2 separate regions of the Zea mays genome follow, and region 2 is linked to region 1. The links are chromatin contacts, called in public Hi-C maps. All regions are on one chromosome and are shown on one strand. Each heading gives the region's core, a stretch centred on a gene start, on an enhancer-like site or on the middle of the called end of the contact. The rest is flanking DNA. Distances are from core to core; before and after follow the strand shown.

The links. Hi-C and Micro-C count contacts between places; a contact is called where the count stands out from the background.
Region 2: a Hi-C map of ear shows a contact between it and region 1, with 2.3 times the contacts expected there. The contact joins the promoter of LOC100191975 here to the enhancer-like site in region 1. A contact is called at or near these places in 3 of 25 Hi-C or Micro-C datasets (ear, leaf and tassel).

The regions. Positions count from the first base shown.
Region 1 is chr10:2,391,609-2,397,706 of Zm-B73-REFERENCE-NAM-5.0, forward strand. It overlaps the pseudogene LOC103640690. Among protein-coding and RNA genes, the nearest start is that of LOC100381610, 66 kb to the left of the region's middle. Within about 2 kb of position 2,418, at least 9 of the 20 cell types and tissues checked have an H3K27ac peak or open chromatin away from gene starts, as enhancers often do. A contact at or near this core is called in ear and tassel, where this site is marked.
Region 2 is chr10:2,601,008-2,607,640 of Zm-B73-REFERENCE-NAM-5.0, forward strand. It overlaps LOC100191975 (putative cytochrome P450 superfamily protein), which reads right to left and starts at 4,398. Exons shown (of 3, transcript NM_001137399.1): 1 at 4,364-4,398; 2 at 3,569-4,045; 3 at 464-1,819. The coding sequence starts at 4,045. The coding sequence ends at 818. It also overlaps the pseudogene LOC103640694.

The DNA of each region.
Region 1 (6,098 bases), core at 1,168-3,667:
ACAATTTAGTCGACAGGGCAAGGCAGTGTTTTGCACACCCATATGCACGCTCTGCTGAGCATGGCCTTAACAACCTACCGATTCTGTCTCCATTCTCAAGTTGCTATTCTTGGAGTGGGCAGAGGCGGCAACCCAAAATTGTCTCTTGCATCACGCCTTGATATGCCATGCTTAAGTGTGCTATTGATGAAATGGGTGGCAACCCAAAATTGTTTCTTTCATCATGCCTTGACATGTTCACATGCCATGCCTCTGATGAAATGCACACAAAACTGCTGTTGCTGGCAAGATACCCTTTTGTACCTTATCTATTTTTTGAGACAAATTGGTTTACCTTTCTATCTATTTTCTAGTCACCTTCGTGTCAAATCCATAGCTGAATTTAAAGAATGGACACCACACATTCTTACATATTCTTTGAGTTAACAGTGTTGCACACAATATATTGCTTCAGTAGTAAGTAGTGATATCTTTTTAGACCATTTGGTTGTGGTGCAGTTTGGACAATCCTTCCTGGTCATGAAACTTTGCTCAAATCTGCAAACTGTGTACAACTATCTAGCTAGATGGACCGTTTTGTCACATTGCAATTACCTGGCTGCTGGCTCACCTAAAATGCTAAAACTATCATCAGGAGCCTGCTGTACTGAATTGTCTGATACTCTTTTCAATCTTGACAAATCTCCTCTTTTTTCTGACTCTGTATCCAGGATGTTTCCAAAATGTTGTTCGTGCCTAATGGGATTTCGACTGAGAGATCTACTAGATCAAATTGTAACAAGGATCATGCTATCAAATCAAAAGCAACACTTAAGGGTGCTTTGTCTTTAATTGCACTAAACATTGTCAGTTACAACAGGAAGATGGAAAATAGGTTTCAAACACTAAGAGAGCTGGGATCCAAAGGAAAAAGAAGCAACCCACTGGTGCTTGAAGAGTTCATGTGGGAAAATGAATGGGTTGAAGAAAATGAAGATGATGGTGACAACAACATATGGTATGCTGTGGATGAGGCATTAGGAGCAACTCAGGCTCTTCGAGGCAGAAACGTTCCTTAAATGAAGGTTTTTGCGATGAAGTGGTCAAATGGGCCAGAGTCACTGTACGTTCTTGAATCCTGATGTCATCCCGGTCTTAGCCAACAAAGAAGAATTCAAGGGAGAGACATATCACATATGCAATAGAGGCGCGTGTAGCTAAAAACAAGCCCATAACTTGAAGACCATGTAGTTTTTTTTCAGGGACAGCAGCAACTTGAGAGAGAACCATAACAGTGGATCTTCTCTTGGGTATTGGCAATTCCATACCAAGTGGTTATATACAGGATTTATGCAAAGAAGTAAGTCTCTCTGGGTCCTTTGCTTATTCTTATTCCTTCAATTATTTAGTGCCTGTTCAGATTCTTATTCCTTTAATCGAGCAACCGGTGATGTCTGTCAGCAGTTTGACAATGCCAAACATCTGCCTTTTGGAGCTTCTTCCAGAGAACAGAACATTTTTGCGAGAGACATCTGTTGAAAAATCAGCCTCGAAGGTGCCTGTCTCTTCTAGGAGCAAAGAGCTGCCGAACTTCAAGAGAAAAGTGGAGGAAGAAAGTCTCCTTGTTTACCAGGAAGAAACATAGGAAGGAGGCGTCAAAAACGCCCGCTGGAAATGAGAAAACTGAGGGCACGTCCTCTGCTGTAGCAAAACAGAAACCGGGGCACACGCTCTGCTTCAAACGTCTCTAAACTACTTTATGCTATGAATTTATAATCTTTTTACCATTATGCTCATAAATCAATGAAGTAGTAAGAGAATACACACGTCGTCAATCTATCTCCAATTATTTTTTTATTATATATAAAGTATATGGTGTCTCTGCCCGCAGCAACATATATCTAATATTAGAATTTAGAACGCTGTGTCATAATCTAACTACCAGATCTGTAATATTTAGGCTCTATTTGTTTCCATCGAGAATTATATCATAGTGTTTATGGATTATATCATCTAACTACCAGATCTGTAATATCGAGACCTGCTTATAGATTATTATAATCTAAATTATCTAGATTATATAATCCACATAATAATAATAATCTACATTGTTTGTTTAGCTAGCCGAATTACGAGGATAAATAAACAGGGAGATCTTTATCTGTTTTAATTTAAATATCTGCTCCTAATAAATAGTGGCATTTGTATCTCACCAGTTACATAAGATCTGTTTACTTATTGCATTAGCAACAATTGAAAGATATTCGTCAAAACCTTAGTAACGGGGAACTTGGCCTCGTTCCCGGAACGGAACGTGGGAACAATCTCGTTCCAGTAGTGTTAAATTCTAGTTTTTGTAGCGTTTCGCGTACCATGTTCCCGTTCCTTGATCCCGTCGATCCGGGAACCTGGTTTCCATCCTTCAAGTTCAAGCCATGGGGTCCACGTGCCGGATTTCTCTTCTTTGTTCCCTGCTCCCTCTCCCCCAATCCTCTCTTGTAGCCACGGCCGCATGCTCGCGCGCCCGCGCCGCCTTTCTACTTCCAAGTGCAGCTCGCCTCGGCTTGCCAGCGCCATCTTTTCTTCCTCCCACTCCCTCACCTGACCGGTCTGATTCTGGGTCGATGTCGGTCGCCATGGTCCGACCCATGGTCGGAGGATAGCGGAGACCAGTGAAGGCCTTGCGCAGAAGAGTGGCGGGGAGGAGAAGCGACGGAGAAGCGCGCTGCCGCGCTCACATGGCCGACCAAGGTAACCTCGGGACACACAGATAAATCTAGTGAATGTTTCGTCGCTAGCGGCGGGTCTTTTACCGACGCTTGTTGGGGACAGCTTTCCATAGTTTTTTTAGAAAATCGAGATGTGCTTTGCAGGTAGGCATGTGCGTGCAGACATTTGAATTCATGAACCAGATCTCGACAATTTGGATTCTAAGTAAAAATGGGCAGGGTCGCTCTCTCCCAACAATAGTCCTGCCATTCGTTGCCATGTACCCAACGAGCGTCCAGCACCAAGAAAACAAGAGAGAGAAAGAGTGGGTGTGAGCACCGAACTGTCGAACTGAGCATGGAGCTCGCCTTGGGGGCCATGGCCAGCTTGGCCCCCAAGCTGGGCGACCTGCTCATGAAGGAGTATGTCGTGCACAAGGGCCTCAAGCTTGACATCGAGTCCCTCTCCAGGGAGCTTGTGATGATGAACACCGCCCTCGTCCACGCATCCCGGGTTCCACCTGACCAGCTCACTGAGGTGGAAAAGCTCTGGGCACGCCACATCCGGGAGCTGTCGTATGACATGGAGGACGCCATCGACGATTTCATCCTGCGTGTGGTTGGTGGTGGCAACTCTGCTACCGAAGACACCAAAGTCTTCAAGGAGATCCTTGGCAAGGTCAGCGCCGTGATGTCAATGAAGAAGTTCAAGGATCGGCGTCAGATCTCCGACAAGGTCAAAGACATAAAAAAACTCTCTAACGAGTTGGCTGAACTTTATGCCAAGTACACAGTAAGAGGTGCGGGTGCTGATCTCGCCGCGAGCACCGGCATTGACCCCCGTGTCATCAATCTGTACAAGAAAGAGTCGGATCTCGTTGGCATCCAGGAGTCAAGGGACAAAGTTATCAAGATGCTATCTATAGGGACCAAAGATGACGATGTGCAGGCGTCTGATCAGAATCTAAAGATAGTGTCTATAGTCGGAGTTGGAGGATTAGGTAAGACTACTCTAGCCAAAACAGTACATGATATGCTAGAGAAGCAATTCGGTTGTTCTGCTTTCATTTCTGTTGGTAGGACTCCTAATCTGAATAAGTCATTTAAGAAGATGCTAGTGGAACTCGATCGCAATTATAAGCAAGTTGACATGGCCAGATGGGATCTAGACCAATTTGTAAACGAACTGCATGAATTCTTACAGAACAAGAGGTACGCGCGCTCATGTCATTCATTCTCCATCTAATTTTAGTTCAAGGTCTTTCATTCACTAGCAGAGCATGGGCAGTTTATACGTTCCTATATACCGATTTCCCAAGTTTATATGTTTATAAGGACAAGTTATTCATAGCTCTGCACTCTTGTGCCAATTATATATATAGGTACTTGATCGTTGTTGATGACATATGGGATGATGACTCATGGGAAGCGATCAGATATGCCTTGAAGGACAATAATTGTGGGAGTAGAATAGTCATGACTACTCGTAATTCCGGGGTTGTCACGAAAGAAGAAGAGGTTTACAGATTAAAACCTCTTTCTGATGAAAACTCCAAAAAATTGTTCTACAAAAGAATAGAGAGTCAGGAAGGAGAAAGCCTTGACGGTGAACTATCTAGTAAAATCATACACAAATGTGGCGGCCTGCCATTGGCTATCATTGCAATAGCTAGTTTGTTGGCTGAAAGACCATGTGAGGAGTGGTCAAGAGTGTATGACTCGATTGGTCTTGGGAATAATGGTGACAATACGACAAAGATACTGTCATACAGCTACTATGATCTGCCTTCTTATCTCAAGCCATGTCTGTTGCAACTAAGTATTTTTTCCAGAAGACTATCTCATTGATACAAAGCGTCTGATATGGATGTGGATAAGTGAAGGCCTAGTCCATCTTGAGAAAGAGGGTAGCCTATTTGAGGTTGGAGAAAGGTACTTCAAGGAACTTGTGAATAGAAGCATGATCCAGCCGATACAGGGAAAAAATAGCTGGTTTGAAGAAGAGTTCCGTATTCACGACGTTGTGTTTGATCTCATCCGTAAGTTGTCGAAAGATGAAGACTTCGTAACCCTTTTGGACAGCAACAGACAACATTCATGTCCGGATAGTTTAAGAAGAGAGAAGAAAACAGGAGTGCCTCGTTCTGATTGGAAGCAACGTCGACTGGTTATCCTAAATCAACGTGTGCATTCCAGAGGTGTTGAGGTCAGCATGGACATGCCAGAGGTGTTGAGGACACTTAACATTGTACACTGTAACGTTACAATTATGGCCCCACTTCATAACTTCAGAGTTTGTCGTGTGCTATGTCTAGTAGGCAGCTATGTACCCATCAGCCTAAAGCATCTAGGGAAGCTGTTGCATCTCAAGTTCCTACAGATATCTGACACGACTGTTGATGAGCTTCCTAAGGAAATTGGGCACCTGAGGTCTCTTCAGGCACTGATATTAGGCTATACTGGACTAGACGAGCTACCATCGACTGTTTCCTCGCTTACTCAGTTGATGTGCCTGACAGCTAGCGGGTTCAAAAGGTTGCCAGCTGACAGGATGGGGAACTTAACGTCCCTGGAGGAGCTACGGTTAGAGAGCATAGTTGGTCAGTGTGCCGCCCAATCCCTAGTGGCAGAGCTTGGCAAGCTAACAAGGTTGAGGGTGGTCAGCATCACCTTTTCAGAGGAGCTAGAAGAGAGTTTGCAAGAAGCACTGGTCAAATCTCTGTTCAACCTGCGGGGACTCCAGGAACTATCGCTTTCTTCTAAAATGTGGCAGCAGGGAAGCACTATGTGGGGAGACTGGGAGCCACCAAGGCAGCTTCGGGGCCTGATCGTTCAAGGCATTGTCTTCTCACGACAGCCTCGATGGATCAACCGCTCCTGCCTGCCACACCTCTGCTTCTTATGTCTGATGGTGCACGCTGTTGAAGCACAGGACCTAGATAACCTAGGGAGGTTGCCAGAGCTCCGGTACCTCAAGCTAGAGGGTGTCATCTGGCCTCCAAGGTATGCTGTTAGCCTGGACAACTTCAAGAATCTAAGATTTTGCGATGTGGGTACAACGCTCGAGTTTCATATGGGCGCCATGCCGAGGCTTGAAGAGCTGCAATTTGAAGTTTATGCAGGGTACTGGAGTTGGGAACACAATGGTGTGCTGTTGGAGCAGTTCCCAACGAAGGATGTGATCGAAGATCTTGACTTGGGCCTGGATAACTTGCTTTCACTTGAGCAAGTAATAGTCAAAGTCAACTGCTTAGGTGCTACTGCTGCACAAGTGCAGGAGCTGGAGGCTGTGGCCATGCGTGCCGTGGAAAATCATGCCAACCGTCCAACCATAAAAATGGATCGATTATATGAAGAAAATATCTTATCTGATGAAAAGCTGGAGGCTCTGGTGAGTCTCTGTTCTCTTCG
Region 2 (6,633 bases), core at 3,148-5,647, 210 kb after region 1:
CAAATGTCCTATTTTTAAGTCCATTTCTATAAGAATCGATTTGTTAGTGAGCGAAAATTGGCATGCCTATCTTTTTATGTTACGGTCCGTCATATGTGTTTCACCTTTCCTTTTGTAGTGAGTATCATTACCTGTTGCCTTAAAACCTTGTTGTGGCGCGTAACAAGAGTTACCTGTCGGAGGCCAGTGACAATGCTCTTCATTTCTCAACATCCATTTTCTTCAGTATAGATATGAAATAGGAAATCCGATTTGCTGATTACTAAGATGATCAGAACAAAAGCAGTCAGTCAGTTTGGTGGATGCGCATTGCAAATGACAGTCAAGTTGCATGAAAGAAACCGGCAAGCAAAATGGACGAAAACTGGACACCTTCAGTGTCGACATGATATTAATTACCCAACAAGTCTGAAATGCCTGTACTGTCCAACTCAATGCAGCATGGGGGCACAACCAACAGATTCACACTGAACACCTGAGTTTATTCATTGCAGCGAGGTTATTTGTTCAGTTTTGTGTTTATAGAGAACGATAAACATCAGGATTTCAACAATAAAGCCACACGCTTGTAGATGCTACAGGTTACAGATTTGACTAAGGGGAATGCTGAGCTAGGAAGCTAGCTAACAAGCGGATGTTGCATATCATGGCAGACCCCCATGGCGAAGCAAATTACAGAATCCTAAACAACAGAAACACCCCTACAAAGCTGGCGTGTGTGCAGCAGAACTTAACAAATGCTGACAAACAGGTGAAAGCAATCGAATCAAAAAGAAGCAAGCAAGCATCTAAGAGATAGAGACTGGCGACCACAATCTTAGTTGTCCACGACAAGCTTCCGCCTCTTGTAGTTAACCATCACCTCGCCCTTGATGCCAACCACCATGGCGTTCCAGTCGTTCTCTGGGAACGGCGATACCAGCTCGAACTCAAAGTTCCTCAGTAGGTGCGTCCAGATCGCCTTGATCTGAAGGTAGGCGAAGGGCTCACCGAGGCACCCATGCCTGCCACCACCGAAGGAGATGTACGAGAAGGCACCTGCAGCCTTGTCCTCCTCCCTTCCGGGACCGAACCGGTCAGGGTCATATGAGTCAGGGTTCTTGTAGATGTGGGGCAGCCTGTTGGCGAAGGATGGTGATGTCGCGACGATGTGGCCCTTGGGGATGTCATACACTTTGCCTTCCTTTGTTGTCACGGTGAAGTCGCTGTGCGATTGACGAAGCAACATGATTAGCGGCGGGTGGAGACGGAGGGCCTCCTTGATGCACCGGTAGAGGACGTCCATCTCCGCGAGGATGTCATGATCAATCTTGTCGCCGTGCCGTTTCATGACATCCTTCTGCTCCTCTACAGCCTCTGCGAAGTACTGCTTGAACCGAAGCATGTATGCTCCAGTCCAGGTTGAGGTGATAGAGCTGGTGTGCTGCCCAGCAAAGAGTGCTGCGATAAGTAGCCCGGTTACCTCGCCCTCACTGGTGGAACGCCCATTCTTGTACTTGGAATCAATGAAGCACTGCAGCATGTCTTCTTCAGACTGTCCAGAGGCCTTGCGGGACTTGATGATGGTGGCAAAGATTTCTGCCAGACGTGCACGTGCCCTGTCGCGGCGCTTATGTGCAGGGATTGGGAGGTATGGGAAGAGGACACTGATTGGCTGCATCCCGTTGTCAAGGTCGTGGAAGAGAGCAGAAACATCGTCGAACAGCTTTTCTCGCACCTCCCTTCCCAGCAAGCACCGGCTAGCTGTCAGTATGATGAGGTGCTCCAACTCATACTTCAAATCAACAGTGCCACTTTCTCCCCATTTTGAGAAGTACTCCTGCAGGAAAGGTTGGGTTTGCATGATATTAATTACCCAACATGGATACAAAAATATGATTAAAAAATAGCAAATTCAGAAAACTAGAAGATCAGGATGACATATGTGATTTTTTATTTTATTTTATCTTGGCTTGATAAGTAAATCCTAACATGTTATTACTAATATGGAGAAGGGTGTTGAAGCTTATTAGGCCAGATGTACAGAAAATCTGGCACAAAGAACTCTCTGCATATACATGAAAATTTTAGCTTCTTCATTAGCTAAAAAGAACAAAAAAATATGAAAACTAATATTATAAGAAGATTTGTTTGGTTCAACACTGCAGTAGCAACCTAAATATCATGAATAAAGGCGATGAGATTAACAAGCTCCAATGGAGCCAGTGTGATAAAATTCAATTTGCAAGGTAGATGAGGTACTCAAAGCAATTTTTCTTGCACTATGTGTACATCCAGGATGCCTTTAGGAGTTTGGCAGTTTATCCTGCCAATTCTGGTGCTTGTAGCCACATAAATTCTTTTTTTTCAGTAACAAGTTTGTGTAATGTTTCAATGCAAGCATGAAGCTCAAGGCCTAAAATTAATACTTAAGTCAAGAATCTTAGGACAGGGCAATAAATAATAATAATGCTGGCTGTAATATGAAGCCATGCTTTTATAATTGACCGTCACATTCAACTAGATGGAGTACAGCACAACATATCTTGTCAGCTCTCAAGGAAACATAACTGCACTTCTTTTTACAAACTTAGGAGCTGATAACAAGATAATATTCTTTAATAGAAAAAGGAAATATATTATTCCCACCTCACCTTTACAAGAAACAGAAACTGTGTCCATGTGTCATATCCATTTGTGAGTTAGCAAATAAATATAGCTTGCAGAGATCAGCTAGTAAAGGAATGTTGCCCATTATATCTAATCTTTTTTACAACAATTATCTCTAAATTGATTGAGTGTCGCTTGAGAAAAAAAGGTAGAAAGAATGTGAACACAGAAACAGTTCATCAGAACATAGAAAAGAAACTTTAATACACAAAACTAGGAAATATACAAAGAACCACATAAAGAAAATGTCCCAATACAAAAGAAGAGCATGCAAGGAATCCCAAAAGCCTGCTACTTAGGGTCTGGAAGCATCAGCTCAAAAAGGATGAAGATGATGTGAGATAGACACGCACTGGTTCCAAAAGTTGCACATTAGTCATAATTGAGCCTCCTTTCCGAAAAGAAAAAAAAGGCAACCTATAACTTCCCGAAGGAACTAGATAATCCAGTGAAGAAAAATATGCTGGCCTCAAATGAACTCAGACAAAAAAAACACACACCATGTCTACGCTCTTAGGAAATGGAAGTGAAGAGCTATATCATAGATGTTAAGTCCTATTTGCTAAAGTAGTGCATTTTTTGCCACCACAAAGCTCCACCGAGATAGTAAACAAAATGCTCGAGAAGCACTAAACCAACAACCTTTAAGCAGAAATGCTCAGAAAATAAACATGAATGAGAACACCAAGTATGGGGTTTATGGTACTCCTGTGGAACTATCATATTGCAAACCCTGTCCCCCCAAGTACTGAATTACTCCTAATGTGCCCACAGTTACAGATCCACAAACCCAAACATATCAAGAACAAGCACTTCACCCTCATCGCAAGTACTGAATCGCCACATGAACCACATATTAAGGGGTTAGACTAAAAACAGATCTTAAGACAGAGCAGTAAGTCGGTAAGTGATTCCGCACCTCAGCCTCAGCAACCATCTGGTCGACATAGCTGCGCAGCTTGTTCGCCCGGAGCGCCTCGGTAAAGAACCTGAACTGCTCCTGCCTGACGGAGTAGTCGACGTCGAAGACGACCCCGGGGCCGAAGGTGGGCACGTTGAACCTGTACACCTCCTGCTGGCTCATCTCGGCCTCGTTGCCCTTGAAGAAGTGCGCGGACACCTCGGGACCGACGAGGAACGTGATCCTTCGGGTGATGATGGGGACGGTGAAGACGCTGCCGAGGCGGGCGTACTGCTCCCGGATCATGGGGATGGGCCCGCGCATGAACTTGACGAGGCCGCCGACCACCGGCGCCCCCGGGATGGTGGGCGGCAGGCGCTTGCCGCCCCCGGAGCGGGAGCCCAGGAGGAGCCTGAGGAAGGCCGCGGTTGCCAGCAGCAGCGCCGCGCCGGCGATGAGCCGCTGCTGCTGCTGGGGGTCGGCGAGATCCATCATCTGGTTCACGAGAAACGGCATTTCCATGGGTTAGGAACTAGGATCGGATCGCGGCGAGCGCAATGCAGTCAAAAGGTGCCAGAGTGGATCAGATCAAAGGTGGTAGGGTGGGCATGGAGGCCGCGAACTTCGTTTGTATCGAAGTAAAAGTGTCTTTTGAAAAATAAATTCTGAATGGCAGGCACTGGATACAGTTAGGGGAGTGAGCAGGATTAAAAAAAAGAGAGAGATCCTCGGTGGCCGGCGCCGCAAAAATCATCATCGGTGCTAACTGGTAAGCAGGAACCATGGATCGCGAGGCCGGGGGAAAGATCTTACCTTTCGCTTTCCGTATTCCAATTCGTCGGGACGGGGGGCGGCGATGCCGGGGGAGTGTGGAGTCCGGGTGTTTATATATAGGTGTGCCACGCGGCACTGCCGAATGGAGGAGGGAGTAGGATAGATCCCGTGGTTTGGGGAGGAGTGGCTGGATTAGCAATGGCGGATGGGAGGTTTACAGGGGGCGGCGGAAACAGGGGCGGCGAAGAGAGAGAGGAGGGAAGTCTTTAGACTGGCTTCAACGGTGGACGCTCTCCTCCAACTTTTTTGCAAATTGGCCCTTTTCGGGTTTTTTTCCCACAAATACGCCCCTGACAGTTTCATTTCAAAAAATGGACCCTTATCTCGGCGCCGTCATCATTGGCGCCGAGCTTCCATGTGCCGGCGCCAATACTATTGGCGCTTATACGTCAGACGTGGCGGTTGGCTGGCAGTGACGTGTCAGGGGGTCGGCGCCAAGATCTACGGCGCCGACCCCCGTGTCGGCGGCTCAACACGTGTCCGGGGGGTCGGCGCCATAGATCTTGGCGCCGACCCCCTGTATTCAACCTCTGTCGACCTTCTGTGCAAAAAAATTGAACTCACCGCCGCCGCACAGACCCCGCGCCGGCGCTGCTCCTTCCCCGGCCCGCGCTACTCCCCGGCGGCGCTCCACCACCGGCCGGCGCCGCCCCGCCCGTCACCGGCCGCCGCCGCCCCGCCCGCCCCCGGCCGGCGCCGCTCCTCCACCGGCCGGCGACGCCAAGCCCGTCCCCGCCCGGCGCCGCTCCTCCCCGGCCGGCGACGCCCCGCCCGCACCCGGTCGGCGCCGCTCCTCCCCGGCCGGCGACGCCACGCCCACACCCGGCCGGCGCCGCTCCTCCCCGTCACCGGCCGCCACGCCCACACCCGCACGCCACCGCCCCGCAAGCGCCCCCGCCGCCCCGCCCGGCGCCGCTCCTCCCCCGACCGGCGCCGCCCGGACACGCCACGCCCGCCCCCCGGCAGCCCCGCCACGCCCGCCCCCCAGCAGCCCCGCCAGCCCTGACCGCGCCGCCGCCCCGACACGGCCGGACGCCTCCCACCGCCGCCGCACGGCCGTCGACCCGTTTCGGGCGCGCTCCTCGGTCGCGCTCGCTCCTCGCCCGCGTCGTCGACGTTCATCCCCGACCGTTTAGGTAAATTTTATATGGTTTTTGTTTATTGTGCAAGCATTTTGTGTTAATTATGTTAAATTGTTTTGCTATAATTTGTGGTTTTTTGAATGTGATGAATGTTAGTTATTGTGATAAATGCTAATTTGATTGAATATTATGAATGTGAGTCAAATGTGCATGTTTTTTATCCTCCCCGTGCAGGGGAGGTGCTTTCAAAATTTGCAATTATTATATATGAGTATTTTATAATGTGATAAATGCTAATTTGATTGAATATTATGAATGTGAGTCAAATGTGCATGTTTTTTATCCTACCCGTGCAGGGGAGGTGCTGTCAAAATTTGCAATTATTATATATGAGTATTTTATAATGTGGTTAGTATATTAGTGGGTGGTGGTTATATTTGTACTTATTTAGGTACAAATTAGTGGTTTGTGGTTAGGTACTAACCATCCACAGTTTATATTGAATGTTTAATTGGTGTTTCAAATAGATGGACAATTTTTTGAGCTTGTATCATGGAGGCAATGTGGAACAAGATCCGTATGGAAATGCCAAGTTCATTGACATGCGACACGTGCCGGTACTATTCGATGGTAGACCCTCCTTGAGAGATGTGTTTACAAAGGCTAAACAAAAGTTAGGTTTCCATCAAGCTGATGACATTGCGGTTGACGGAGTGCTTAATATCGGTCATCCACCAAATGTCATAAGACGAGTCATCCCAATTGATTGTCAACTGGATTGGGATAATTATATTACTTCGGCTATGAAGACCCATTAATTTTAGGACTAGCATCTATACTTTTCAGATCCATTTCGTAGCCTTTTCAGGAGTGCTTATATAGCCTTTTCAGAGTGTAAAAATAGCCTTTTCAGGATTGTATATATAGCCTTTTCAGAAAAAGAACATAGCGTAGGACATGTAGCCTTTTCAGAACTAGAACATAGCCTTTTCAGAGTTTTTGTACATATCTGATGTTTATAATCTATTACACTATCTATCCTTTAGCCTATATATACACGATCCTTTGTACATTTGCTTCATTGTGCAATAGAATGGCTTCAGGGTCTTCTAGGGGCAAGGGTGCGGTAAATGAGAGACGAAAGGATGGAGGGAAGTTAACTCCAAT